Regions from separate parts of the Rattus norvegicus genome. Here region 2 is linked to region 1. The links are chromatin contacts, called in public Hi-C maps. All regions are on one chromosome and are shown on one strand. Each heading gives the region's core, a stretch centred on a gene start, on an enhancer-like site or on the middle of the called end of the contact. The rest is flanking DNA. Distances are from core to core; before and after follow the strand shown. Region 1 holds the start of Klf4 (KLF transcription factor 4). Region 2 has its middle 550 kb from the start of Klf4.

What was found. Hi-C and Micro-C count contacts between places; a contact is called where the count stands out from the background.
Region 2: a Hi-C map of the A7r5 cell line shows a contact between it and region 1, with 3 times the contacts expected there. The contact joins the enhancer-like site here to the promoter of Klf4 in region 1. A contact is called at or near these places in 5 of 12 Hi-C or Micro-C datasets (the A7r5 cell line, kidney, liver and 2 more).

What each region holds. Positions count from the first base shown.
Region 1 is chr5:75,075,720-75,081,895 of GRCr8, reverse strand. It overlaps Klf4 (KLF transcription factor 4), which reads left to right and starts at 3,304. Exons shown (of 5, transcript NM_053713.1): 1 at 3,304-3,384; 2 at 3,502-3,622; 3 at 4,273-5,254; 4 at 5,362-5,526. The coding sequence starts at 3,380. All of the region lies in intron 1 of LOC120103069 (40S ribosomal protein S18-like), which reads left to right.
Region 2 is chr5:75,628,228-75,634,403 of GRCr8, reverse strand. No RefSeq gene overlaps it. Among named protein-coding and RNA genes, the nearest start is that of Klf4, 550 kb to the right of the region's middle. Within about 2 kb of position 3,198, at least 72 of the 93 cell types and tissues checked have an H3K27ac peak or open chromatin away from gene starts, as enhancers often do. A contact at or near this core is called in the A7r5 cell line, kidney and liver, where this site is marked.

The DNA of each region.
Region 1 (6,176 bases), core at 2,055-4,554:
AATTAAAAGAACACCTTTTCTTGAGTCCTTTTGGCAGCTATATACAGAAAACCCAGGAAAAAAGGTACAGGTGCCCAGATCCTCCATGTGCCCTGCTATGGCACACACAGTTACCCCCTCAGCTGGACATGCATCCCTCTAGCACTGGCTATTGCCATGACGTCATCTGCCAACTACTGCAGTTTGTGCTGGAAAAAAAATATTTTAAGACTCCAAGGACATCAATAATTAACTTCCATACCACAAAACTTGTAATATGAGTTTGCTGAAATAAAGTCACCAGTGTTTAATTCTTCTTTAAAGGGTGTCTTCTATTATTATTATTTTAGAGTGCAATTTAGTCATCAAAGGTTTACACAGCCTCATGTTTATAAATTATACGGGGCAGGGATTTAGCTCTTCTGGCCCTACCTGTTCTGAGAGGGAGGGTCATAACCCTGTTGTCACACCCGGCACCTGTCTTGAAAGGGATGAGCTGTGAGCTGGAACTTCATAGCTCTCTTAGAAATCTGGGATGTATATACAGATTTCCTCTTATGATGCAATCGCAAGAATAACCCGAGAGCTGCTTGCTGGCTTCTGTCCTCCAGAAGGGTGTTGGGAAACTTCATCCTTTTCAGTTGAGTTTCAAAGTCTTGCCTTGATTATATGACATAGTAAGAATCACTATGAATTGGCTTTCCAATTCATCTGTGAAATCTTGGTTGTTTTTTTTTTTTCATTGTGGTGGTTACTGGTTAAATGGTCAGAGTGGGGCTACTGTTCTAGGTAAATAAAAACGAGCTGAAAGAGTCTAAGGCACTGGCTGACTTTGACTACCGAAGTTGTAAATTCCAAGCCCTGACTTGTGTGTTTACATCCTAAGGGTGGTGGCTGTCAAGCTTGGGCTCATCCAAGTTCATCAAGGGTTTGAGACCTTGGCCTTAAAGTGGCTCACTTTCCAAGTAATGCTCAATCCTAGCATTCCAAGTCGGGATTTTTTTTTTTCTTTCTTGCCACCGCAATGGGGGGTCGGAACAGGTGTTCTTTTAGTTGTTCCTTTGTTTGAATGAGTAATAATTTTAGAGTTAAACTGTCCTAGTTCCAAGGAAATGGGGTTGAACCCCCTCGAGGTCACGAGGAGGAGCAGCTCCACTTCCAGGTGAAGTCGTGCTCTCCCCCACCCCTTATTCCGAAAGCCTGCCTAGTCCTCTGCCAAACCCAAGGTTAAAGATGAAAAAAGGCGCCCAGCTCTAGACCTGCCTTTGACAGACTGGCTAGCCCCATTTCATTGGGACGAAATGCATTCCAAGAACGCTTCTGTGGTCGGCGAGAAGTGGAAAATTCAGGATGACAAATATTCCGAAGAAAACTAATATAGGTCTCAGGATTCCGGGACTCAAACAGGTGAAACGACAGAGGACGTGGCACCGACGCCAGGAGAGGAACGAGTGCACACGTACACGCTGCCTGGGCTGGAGCATCAACCAGTCCCCCACCCTCAGCCAGGGGGTTCAATCGTGAGGGCGGCGGAGCCCAACTTTGCTCCCCAATCCAAAGTAAACATCTAGTCTTAAAAAAAGTAAACCTAGTTTAGCGAGTTATACTGAACACCACACTCACGGTTTTTGTTTTAAGTACTTTGTAGAGATGAGGGCGAAAACTTTTCCCGGCTGGAAAATTACTGACCTCATACTAAGAGGGTAGTGGGGAACAGGGAAAGGAGACTGCAATAATGACTGCCTTTTCCCCTCCCGGTGGGCAAAGGCCTGAGAACTAGGGTCCCACTGCAGCGCTCATCTTCCCAGCACAGGATCGCCTCCCAGTGAAGTCCCTTTGAGTGGGTTGGCTAGCTCAGAACCCAAGTTGGGGGGAGCGAGTAGTCCTATGACCTTTACCTCGCCGCTTCACCTCTTTATGACTCACTTCTCATCTTCAAACTGGAGAGTGCGAGTGCGTGGCTCGTAAAGAGCTTTGAGATCCCCGGTGAAAGGTATCTCTGCACCTCGGTTTCTCTCCGCGCTCCCACCACCACCACCCCCATGTAAATCTGGGACGTTTTCACTCCCTTCCTTGTTCCTTTCATTATCAAAACGATGACTACGTGCCCAATCCCGGCCGTTTTCCACCACAGCAGGCGCGGAATCCATTCTCCCAGCTTCTGAGATTCTTACCCGTCCCCATCACCCGCCTCCCCCAACCCTACAGGAGGCCCCACCGGCACCCGCGCCAGGCCAGGCCCTGCGCCGACACGGCCAGGCCTCTGCGTGCGTATGCGAGGGCGGGCTGGATGAGTCACGCGGATAATCGCGCTCCTGAGTGCGCAGACGACTGGACAAGCGCGTACGCGAGCAGGGGTAGGGGCAAGCCGCCTCTCCCCCCAGCCTCCTGTCCTCGCCAGGGTTCCCATGGCAGGACTTTCAAGCCCAGGGAACCGACCGTGGCCGCGCAGAGAACCCCGAACAGCGCGGCCACAGAAGCCACGCCGGTCTCCCAGCGCCGAAGCCGCCGTCGCCGCCACCGCCGCCGGCGTCAGCACGGCTCCAGCCCGCCAGCTGCCGGGCTGGCGTCACGGCCCGGCCCCGCCCCGCCCGTGCCCCTCCCTCGCCCCCGCCCCCACGTGCGCCGAGTTTGTTTATTTAGCTGCCATGGCAACGCGCGGGGGGGCTGCGGGAAGGCGGGGAGAAGAAAGGCAGGGGGCGGGGCCTGGCGGCGGAGCCCCGCGCGCCACAGGGAGGAGGCGGGGAGCGAACGAGCGAGAAGTTATAAGTAAGAAGCGCGCGGCGGCCGCCGGCAGTTCCCCGGCCGAAAGAGCGAGCGCGGCTCCGGGCGCGCGGGGAGCAGAGGCGGTGGCGGGCGGCGGCGGCACCCGGAGCCGCCGAGTGCCCCTCCCCGCCCCTCCAGCCCCCCACCCAGCCACCCGCCCGTGACCCGCGCCCATGGCCGCGCGCACCCGGCGCAGTCCCCAGGACTCCGCACCCCGCGCCACCGCCCAGCTCGCAGTTCCGCGCCACCGCGGCCATTCTCACCTGGCGGCGCCGCCCGCCCACCGCCCGGACCACAGCCCCCGCGCCGCCGACAGCCACAGTGGCCGCGACAACGGTGGGGGACACTGCTGAGTCCAAGAGCGTGCAGCCTGGCCATCGGACCTACTTATCTGCCTTGCTGATTGTCTATTTTTATAAGAGTTTACAACTTTTCTAAGAATTTTTGTATACAAAGGAACTTTTTAAAAGACATCTCCGGTTTATATTGAATCCAAAGAAGAAGGATCTCGGGCAATTTGGGGGTTTTGGTTTGGGGGTTTTGTTTCTAAAGTTTTTAATCTTCGTTGACTTCGGGGTTTGGGTACCCCTCTCTCTTCTTCGGACTCCGGAGGACCTTCTGGGCCCCCACATTAATGAGGTAGGTGAGATGCTGGGCTTGGGGAACAGAAATGGGTGAGGACTGGTGGGAAACTTCGGAGCAGTGGCCAGGGTGTCCCCTGACTCCTGGTCTCTGTGCGCCCCGCCCGGCCCGCAGGCAGCCACCTGGCGAGTCTGACATGGCTGTCAGCGACGCTCTGCTCCCGTCCTTCTCCACGTTCGCGTCCGGCCCGGCGGGAAGGGAGAAGACACTGCGTCCAGCAGGTGCCCCGACTAACGTGAGTGTCGCGCTAGCGCCCTTTAGATTTCTGCAGATGGGGTGGGGTGGATGGGCGGAATCTGGGGTTCACCAAGAGCCCCTCGATAGGACAAGGATTGCCCTCCATTGGGACTCTCCAGCCTTCCCAAGGTGGCTCCTCGGCCCTTGAGTCGGCCTTAAGTGCGTGTGGTCCCAGCACTGCGGTACCGCCAGGGGCGCACAGCGGTTTCTCACAGGTCTGCGGGCGTCCGGACTGTGGGGTGGGCGCACTCAGGCCACTGTATTGTAGGTAGCCAAGTCTCGAGACCCTTTGGACCGGAGTGATCTTAGCGCGTAGGCGACGGGGTGGCTATGGTGCATGGGGAGAAAGCCACAGTGTCCCAGTGTCCCAATTCCGTGGGCGGCTGGAGCGTCCCGCGGAGCTGGCGGGGAAGAGAACTGGGCTGGCGGTGCAACAGCACTAGCTTGCAGTAGAACGGACGCGCCACCTCTTACCTTGGTGTTAGCTGAGATTGCAGTGCTGGCCCCTGGAGTCCCCGAGGCTGCCTTCCTGTCCAGTCCAGTTCCTATGGCAGAGCTGTTGGTGTGCTTCACCCAGCAAGTCAATATTGGGGGTGGTAAAAGGGGGCTACAACTTAACAGTTTCTCTCTCCCTCCCTGTTCTTGCAGCGTTGGCGAGAGGAACTCTCTCACATGAAGCGACTTCCCCCACTTCCCGGCCGCCCCTACGACCTGGCGGCGACGGTGGCCACAGACCTGGAAAGTGGTGGAGCTGGTGCAGCTTGCAGCAGTAACAACCCGGCCCTACCCCGGAGGGAGACCGAGGAGTTCAACGATCTCCTGGACCTAGACTTTATCCTTTCCAACTCGCTATCCCACCAGGAATCGGTGGCCGCCACCGTGACCACCTCGGCGTCAGCTTCATCCTCGTCTTCCCCAGCTAGCAGCGGCCCTGCCAGCGCGCCCTCCACCTGCAGCTTCAGCTATCCGATCCGGGCCGGGGGTGACCCGGGCGTGGCTGCGGGCAACACAGGTGGAGGGCTCCTCTACAGCCGAGAATCTGCGCCACCTCCCACGGCCCCCTTCAACCTGGCGGACATCAATGACGTGAGCCCCTCGGGCGGCTTCGTGGCTGAGCTCCTGCGGCCGGAGTTGGACCCAGTATACATTCCGCCACAGCAGCCTCAGCCGCCAGGTGGCGGGCTGATGGGCAAGTTTGTGCTGAAGGCGTCTCTGAGCACCCCTGGCAGCGAGTACACCAGCCCTTCGGTCATCAGTGTTAGCAAAGGAAGCCCAGACGGCAGCCACCCTGTGGTAGTGGCGCCCTACAGCGGTGGCCCGCCGCGTATGTGCCCCAAGATTAAGCAAGAGGCCGTCCCGTCCTGCACGGTCAGCCGGTCCCTAGAGGCCCACTTGAGCGCTGGACCCCAGCTCAGCAACGGCCACAGGCCCAACACACACGACTTCCCCCTGGGGCGGCAGCTCCCCACCAGGACTACCCCTACACTGAGTCCCGAGGAACTGCTGAACAGCAGGGACTGTCACCCTGGCCTGCCTCTTCCCCCAGGATTCCATCCCCATCCGGGGCCCAGCTACCCTCCTTTCCTGCCAGACCAGATGCAGTCGCAAGTCCCCTCTCTCCATTATCAAGGTCAGTAGAGGAAGGGATTGGTAGCGCTGAGGCTGGGGGGAGCTTTGCTTCTGGGGGTTCTCGAGGCTGTGGAGAAGGAAGTTGACCTCACTTTCTTTACCCCTTAGAGCTCATGCCACCGGGATCCTGCCTGCCAGAGGAGCCCAAGCCAAAGAGGGGAAGAAGGTCTTGGCCCCGGAAAAGAACAGCCACCCACACTTGTGACTATGCAGGCTGTGGCAAAACCTATACGAAGAGTTCTCATCTCAAGGCACACCTGCGAACTCACACAGGTAAGGGGAGCAGCGCTGTGGAGGAGGGCTGTTGGTGCCTGTCTGCTCTGTAGGCTGCCTGTAGACTCCTTAGGGCTTTCTCGGGTGCTGTGCTGGGGTGTATCTCTTTTCCATCTCCTGGATCACAGAGGAGGGCAGCAAACAGGCGCCTATGGTTTTGCCCAGAAGCCTTTTGCTTGGTGGATGCTATCTGCTGCCTGAATGTGCAGTTTCTCACTGGGCCTTTAAAGGACGGGGAATTTCCTGGGTGTGCCTGTATCTCCTAGCCCGGTAATGAAGAAGTTAGACTTTGCAATGCAAAAATGCGGTATCTTTAAAAGAAAAGTTTTAAATTTTCTAGATTATTTTCATAATTGTCCCCTCCTCCTCTTAGATCTACCTACCCTTAACTCTCCTCTGGTCTTTAGAATAATTAGATTCGATTTACGGTCCAAGAATTTAATGGTTCCCGTTGCCGAGGATTCTGGTTTTAAAACTGTCCCTGCGAGCTGGGTACGGTGACACTCAATTTTGGAGTTGCAAATACCAAAGAGAGGGAGTTGAAAGAATCCTGTTGATTTAAGACCAGCCTGGTCAAGAACCCCAGGCTCAAAATAACAAAAAATTTAAAGGTAGTCATTAACTGGGTAAAGCCTTCTAGATCCTGTTTA
Region 2 (6,176 bases), core at 1,949-4,448, 550 kb before region 1:
TACACACATGCATGTATGCCTACAAGATATATGGCATTGTGAAAATCACTACGATGACTCTCATTATTTGTGCTTTATGTATACCAATAACCAATCCTACTGTGAACATTAGCAGTTGGTTAAAATGGGCTGATGCATTTTTATCTTAATATTGAGCTCAGTTGCTGTTAATGAGTTTTTATGAATTATGCAAGTGATGCAAATGCGTTTCACATATATGAGCTATCATACCCTGTCCGGGGCAGAAACTCGGAGGCAGGAATAAAAAAATCAGAGGCCATAGATGGTGCTTCTATAGGCTTGATTCCCATCGCTTGCTCACACTGCTTCCTTATAGCAGTCCAGACCACATCTGCAGCCTAGGGGTGATACTACCCATAATGGGCTGGGCCCTCCCCTATCAATCATCAAGCAAGAAAATATACCCCACAGGCTTGCCCACAGGCCAAGCCTATGGGTGATACTTTCTCAGTTGAGATTCCTTCTTCCCATATGACTCTACCTTGTGTCAAATTGAACAGAAAACTAGCCCACATGTTGTATTTTTAAAATAATCTAGGTTTTGTGATTAATGAGCCATTATCTTTCATTTCCCACTTATTTTATATTTAGAAGTTACGCTCTATTTTCAAGGTAATTGAGACATTGACTGCAATGTGAGTCTTTCAATAATAATTATGTTTGGTGTCACATGAATCTATAAAGTATATGGAATTTGAATTTGTCAATACCTGAGATGAAGATCAAAAAAATTTTTATCTCTGATAATTTTTAGAATTGTTTGCCAAGATCATTTGATCAGTTTTGAACCTTTTCCACTTTGAGCTTAAAAAATACTAGTTTTTAATTGTGTGTGTGTGTATGTATGTATGTATGTATGTATGTATGTATGTATGCAAAAGTGTGGGTTTGTGCACAGACGTGCAGTGCCCATGACCATCAGAAGTGGCACTGGGTTCCCCAGGGCTGGAGTTATAGGTGTTTGTGAGCCACTGATGTGGGCTCTGGGAACTAAACTCAGATCCTCTGTAGAACACCAAGCACTCTGAACCGCCAAGATGCCTCTCCAGACTCCACAGTGAATTTTCTATTTTCAGTATTATTGTGAAGTTCTATGGTGTTTATGGCTAACTTTAGAAGTTCTGTTTGGTTCTACTAGTGTAAGCACCCAGTTTTCTAACAATGTCATCAGTGATCACAATGTGAAATGGAATTTTTTTGGCAAATTCCTCCACATTCCCATTGTTTTAAACATTGGCTTGGCTATTTGCCCACTCCATTATTCTCAGGAGAAACAATTTCCATAATGTAAAAAAGTAGTTCTATTTTGTTACCTTTATACTTACATGTTATTTTAGGAAGATCAGCATCCTTGTCTGGTCATCTCAACCAGGAACTTAAAATTTCTCTGGATTTTCTGAACTTCTCCTTGAATCCCCTACAGTTCAGTGTCATTTAAGTAGCTACACGCTGTGAGTTATGGGAAGTGAACCCCAGTCCTCAGAAAAAGCAGTAGTTGGGTCATTTCTTCAGCCAGATTCCTAATAGTGCTGACAACTGTTACTCTTTACTTATCTAAGTAGTCATCAAAAAGTTTTCTATTGTTCCCTTAGTTTTTAATTTATTTTATTTTATGGTCCAAAGTTTCAGAGAAACAAACAGTAACATTACCTGTCCTTTTCCTTAGGTTGAAATCCTTCTGATAACTCATCATGGTGTTTTATTTTTCATTTTGAGGGACAAATACATGTTTTTATTACTCTCTTTAAATCTCATTAAAATTATTAGAAAAAAATACACATCAATAACCCAGAACCATGTCAAATACAGAGGTGAACGCTAGCAGCAAACCACTGAACTGAGAACAGGACCCCCATTGGAGGAATTAGAGAAAAGATTGAAAGAGCTGAAGGAGCTTGCAACCCCATAAAAACAACAATGCCAATCAACCAGAGCTCCCAGGGACTAAACCACTACCGAAAAACTATACATGGACGGACCCTGGGCTCCAACTGCATATGTAGCAGAAGATGGCCTTGTTGGGCACCCATGGAAGGAGAAGCCCTTGGTTCTGCCAAGGTTGGACCCCCAGTGCAGGGGAATGTCAGGGGGTGGTGGTGGTGGTGAGGGGGGTTGGATAGGGGGAACACCCTTATGGCGGAGGGGGAGGGATTAGGGGGAATAGGAGGATTATGGACAGGAAACTGAGAAAGGGAATAACATTTGATATGTAAATTAAAAATATGTTCAATTAAAAATAAATGAATAGATAAATAACCCAGAACTAAAACTGATGGTGTGTGTGTGTGTGTGTGTGTGTGTGTGTGTGTGTGTGTGTGTGTGTGCGCTATCTGAGTGGATTTTAGTACAATAAACATGCCCTGATTCCTGAGTGAGGAGCATGCAGACCGAGTGGTGTGTTCCTGGTGGAATATCCTATGTGTTTATTTTTCTTCAGCTCGTGAGTGACAATTTCCCAATTTGGTGATTTATTAAGATATGAGGAAAGAGTCCACGAAGCACGACTGTGACTGTGGGGATATTTGGCATGCACCGTACCAGGTTCCTTCTACAGGGTGAATGTTAATGTCATCCTTCACGACGATCTCTACAGCCTTCACTTTCTGCTTCTCTTTTATCACAAACGACTTCATTGTCAAATCGTGAAGAAAAGTTGTAAATATGAACAGAATGTGTAGTTAATAGTGAATGTGTAACCTGCCCCCCTTCACAAAAAGAAAAAAACAAAACAAAAAACCCTCCATATCTTGAGCATAGCTACTCTCACGTTGGTTCACTTGGATGTCTAAAGTTTGGATATCGGCAAATGTTTGAGTGACTTCCTAAAACTATCCCCATGATTTTTTTATTTGTGAATTAATTAGAATAAAGAGACTTTTTAAAAATAAAAAAATCAAATTAATGCAAATGAGATTATTAGCTTCTAGCTGGAAAGGATTCTGACTCTTAATTACAGCCATAAAATCCCCAAAGCTTGGACTCTTCTGGGAGGGCCTTGCCAGGGCAGCGGTGGGGGAAGCATTGCTGTTGAGGGCAGGAAGGAGCAGGGCAGGGAAGCCACGGGAAGCCTGAGCCACATCTTCTGGCCCCTCCCCCGAGCAACGCTGAGTGTTGTTGCAGTACTGTACTGTTCGACTGCGCAATCATAGTTAACATTCTTCTTCCAAGCACATTGAAAACGTTTGGCTTGCATTCTCCTCGAGCTGTTTTATAAGGGCAATAACCAAGGCCAGGGTGTGCTCTTGTCAGCAGGCAAAGCACGCAGTGCAGGCTGCCAAGAGTTTCCTGCTCCGGGGCCACCCATCCTTGGCTACAGGATGCAGGCCTGGAGCTTAGAGGAGCTTGCGTGGAGCCTGTGCTGGGACTTTCTGTTCTCGGAGCTCATGCTTTAGATTCCATCCTTCCGTCCTGCAGCTCTGATCAGTGGAGTCTGCTGTGTTTGTGCTTGTTTGGGAGTAGCTCTGAACACATGTCAAAGCAGCCGTCCAAGGCTTAGCTGGGAAAATGGTCTTTGAAGACTAGCAAGCTGCTTTTTCCTCCTGCTAATTCAAGCTCAGAGTTCCCACGAGTCAGCTGCCGGGGAAGTGGGCATTCCCTTCATCTACTCCCTGTGAACTAATTTCTGGAATGGGCTGACAGTGCACATGCCAAATGGAAGGTTCTAATACTGTTGCCCCACCCCTTTTGAAGTCCACCTTGGCAATGGGCAGATGGCTTTTGTGTGTTATTTATTGCCAGGGTCTGTGAAGGGGAGAGTCCCCAGGAGATCGCTGAAGCTGTTTTTGCAGGATTTCCTTTGATTGGAAGCTGTTGGCTGTGCTTTCTGCAGCTGGCTCTGTCACAAAGCAGAGGGCTCAACTCATCCCCCGTGAGACAACTGCCATGCCAGCACCAAGGAGGTGCTGGCTGTGAAATGCCTTGGACAAGAAGATGAGGTGCTGTTGCTGTTGCCTTCAGAGTAAGGAGGCAGCTTGGCCTTGGGAGCGGAAAGAGCTTTGGCGAGCATCTGAGAGGTTTACATTGGAATGTCAATTCTTCTGTTAACTCAAAGCATGGCCTTGACCTAAAGTGTTTTCATTTATAAAATAGCAATTGGTAACTAAAAGATTCATCCTGAAACTCATGGCAGAGAACCAATAGCATACAACACGCACTCTTTCTCTCCTTTCTTCTGAATTCCAAAGCTAGCCTGAACATTCTAAAGCACGGGGGATGACATCTATAAAATCTCTCTGTGTCTTCTCCATTTATTCAACACTCATGTCCTTGGCATCCAACAGACTGAAAAATTAGACAAATAAATAAACACACTCGAGCATTTAACAATTTAGAAAGTATATTAGCTGCCAAGGATAAAGAAAGAAATGCATGTTGAAGACGTGGTCCAATCTCTTGTCTGTCTGAAAAACAAAGACATTAAAGATGTCGAATGGCTAATCAATGTGAGAGATGTTGTAGCAGTGGGTACAAGAAGAAAAGGACATAAGCAGAATGGGTTTTACTGTAATGTATGGACTAACAAAAAGCCTTCTAAAAGAGGAGATGGTTACCAGAAGAAATGTGTTAGACTATGGAGAGCAGCATAAGACAGTTCCAAAATTTAGAGACAAGATTCTTGGTGGCGCTTGAATTTTAGGTGTTCCTCTGAAGATCCATATGCTAAGGTTTGGTGACCAGACAGAGGTGTTATTGTGGTGATCTTTAGGAAGTGGGACCTTAGTAAGGAAGTAAGGCCATTGAGAGTTTCCTAAGGGCATTATTGATACCCTCTTCTCTCTTTTTTTTTCTCTCAATCAGCTGTCATGAGGTTACCAACTTGGCTTGACCACATGGTCCTAGGCCTGAGGTTCTGTCTCTCTCCTAGCTCCAAAGCAATTCATCCACCTATCTACAGACCAAAACCTTTGAGACTGCAAACTCAAATGAAACTTTCTTTTTTTCTTGTACCTTGATTATTCCATGCATTTCATCACAGTATGGGAAAGATGACTGGTACAAACCTTTAAGCAAGTGAAAGATCTGTATGACAAGATCTTCAAGTCTCTGAAGAAAAAAATTGAAGAAAATTTCAGAAGATGGAAAGACCTATCATGCTCAAGGATTGGTAGGATTAATATAGCAAAAATGGCCATCTTACTGAAAGCGATCTACAGATTCAATGTAATCACCACAAACATTTCAGCTCAATTCTTCATAGAGTTAGAAAGAGAAGTTTGCAAATTCATTTGGAATAACAAAAAACCCAGGATAGTGAAAACTATTCCCAACAATAAAAGAAATTCTGGGACAATCACCATCCTTAACCTCAAGCTGTATCACAGAGCGATAGTGATAAAAACTGTACAGTATTGGTACATAGACAGGCAGGTAAGTCAGTGGAATAGAAGATCTAGAAAGGAACCCATACACTTATGGTCACTTGATCTTTGACAAAGGAGCTAAAACTAACCAGTGGGAAAAAAGACAGCATTTTCAACAAATGGTGCTGGTTAAACTGGTGGTCATCATGTAGAAGAATGCAAATCGATCCATTCTTATTGTCCTATACAAAGCTCAAGTCCAAGTGGGTCAAGGACCTCCACATAAAACCAGATGCACTGAATCTAATAGAAGAGAAGGTAGGGAAGAACTTTGAACACATGGGCACAAGGGGGAAATTTCCTGAACAAAACACCAATGGCTTATACACTAAGATCAACGTTAGACAAATGGGATCTCACAAAATTACAAAGCTTCTATAAGGCTAATGACAATTTTAATAGGACAAAATGGCAACCAACAGATTTGGAAAAGATCTTTACCAATCTTATGTCAGACAGAGGGCTAATATACAATGTTTATAAAGAACTCAAGAAGTTAGACTCCAGAGAATCGAAAAACCGTATTAAAAATGGGGTACAAAGCTAAACAAAGAATTCTCAACTGAGGAATACCAAATGCCTGTGAAGCACCTAGAGAAATGTTCAACATTCTTGATCATCAGGGAAATGCAAATCAAAAGAACTCTGAAATTCCATCTCACAGTAGTCAGAATGGCTAAGATCAAAAACAGGTCATAGTAGATGCTGGGGAGGATGTGGAGAAATCGGAAAACTTCCCCATTGTTGGCGAGATTACAAGCTAGTACAACTACTGTGGAAATCAGTCTGGCAGTT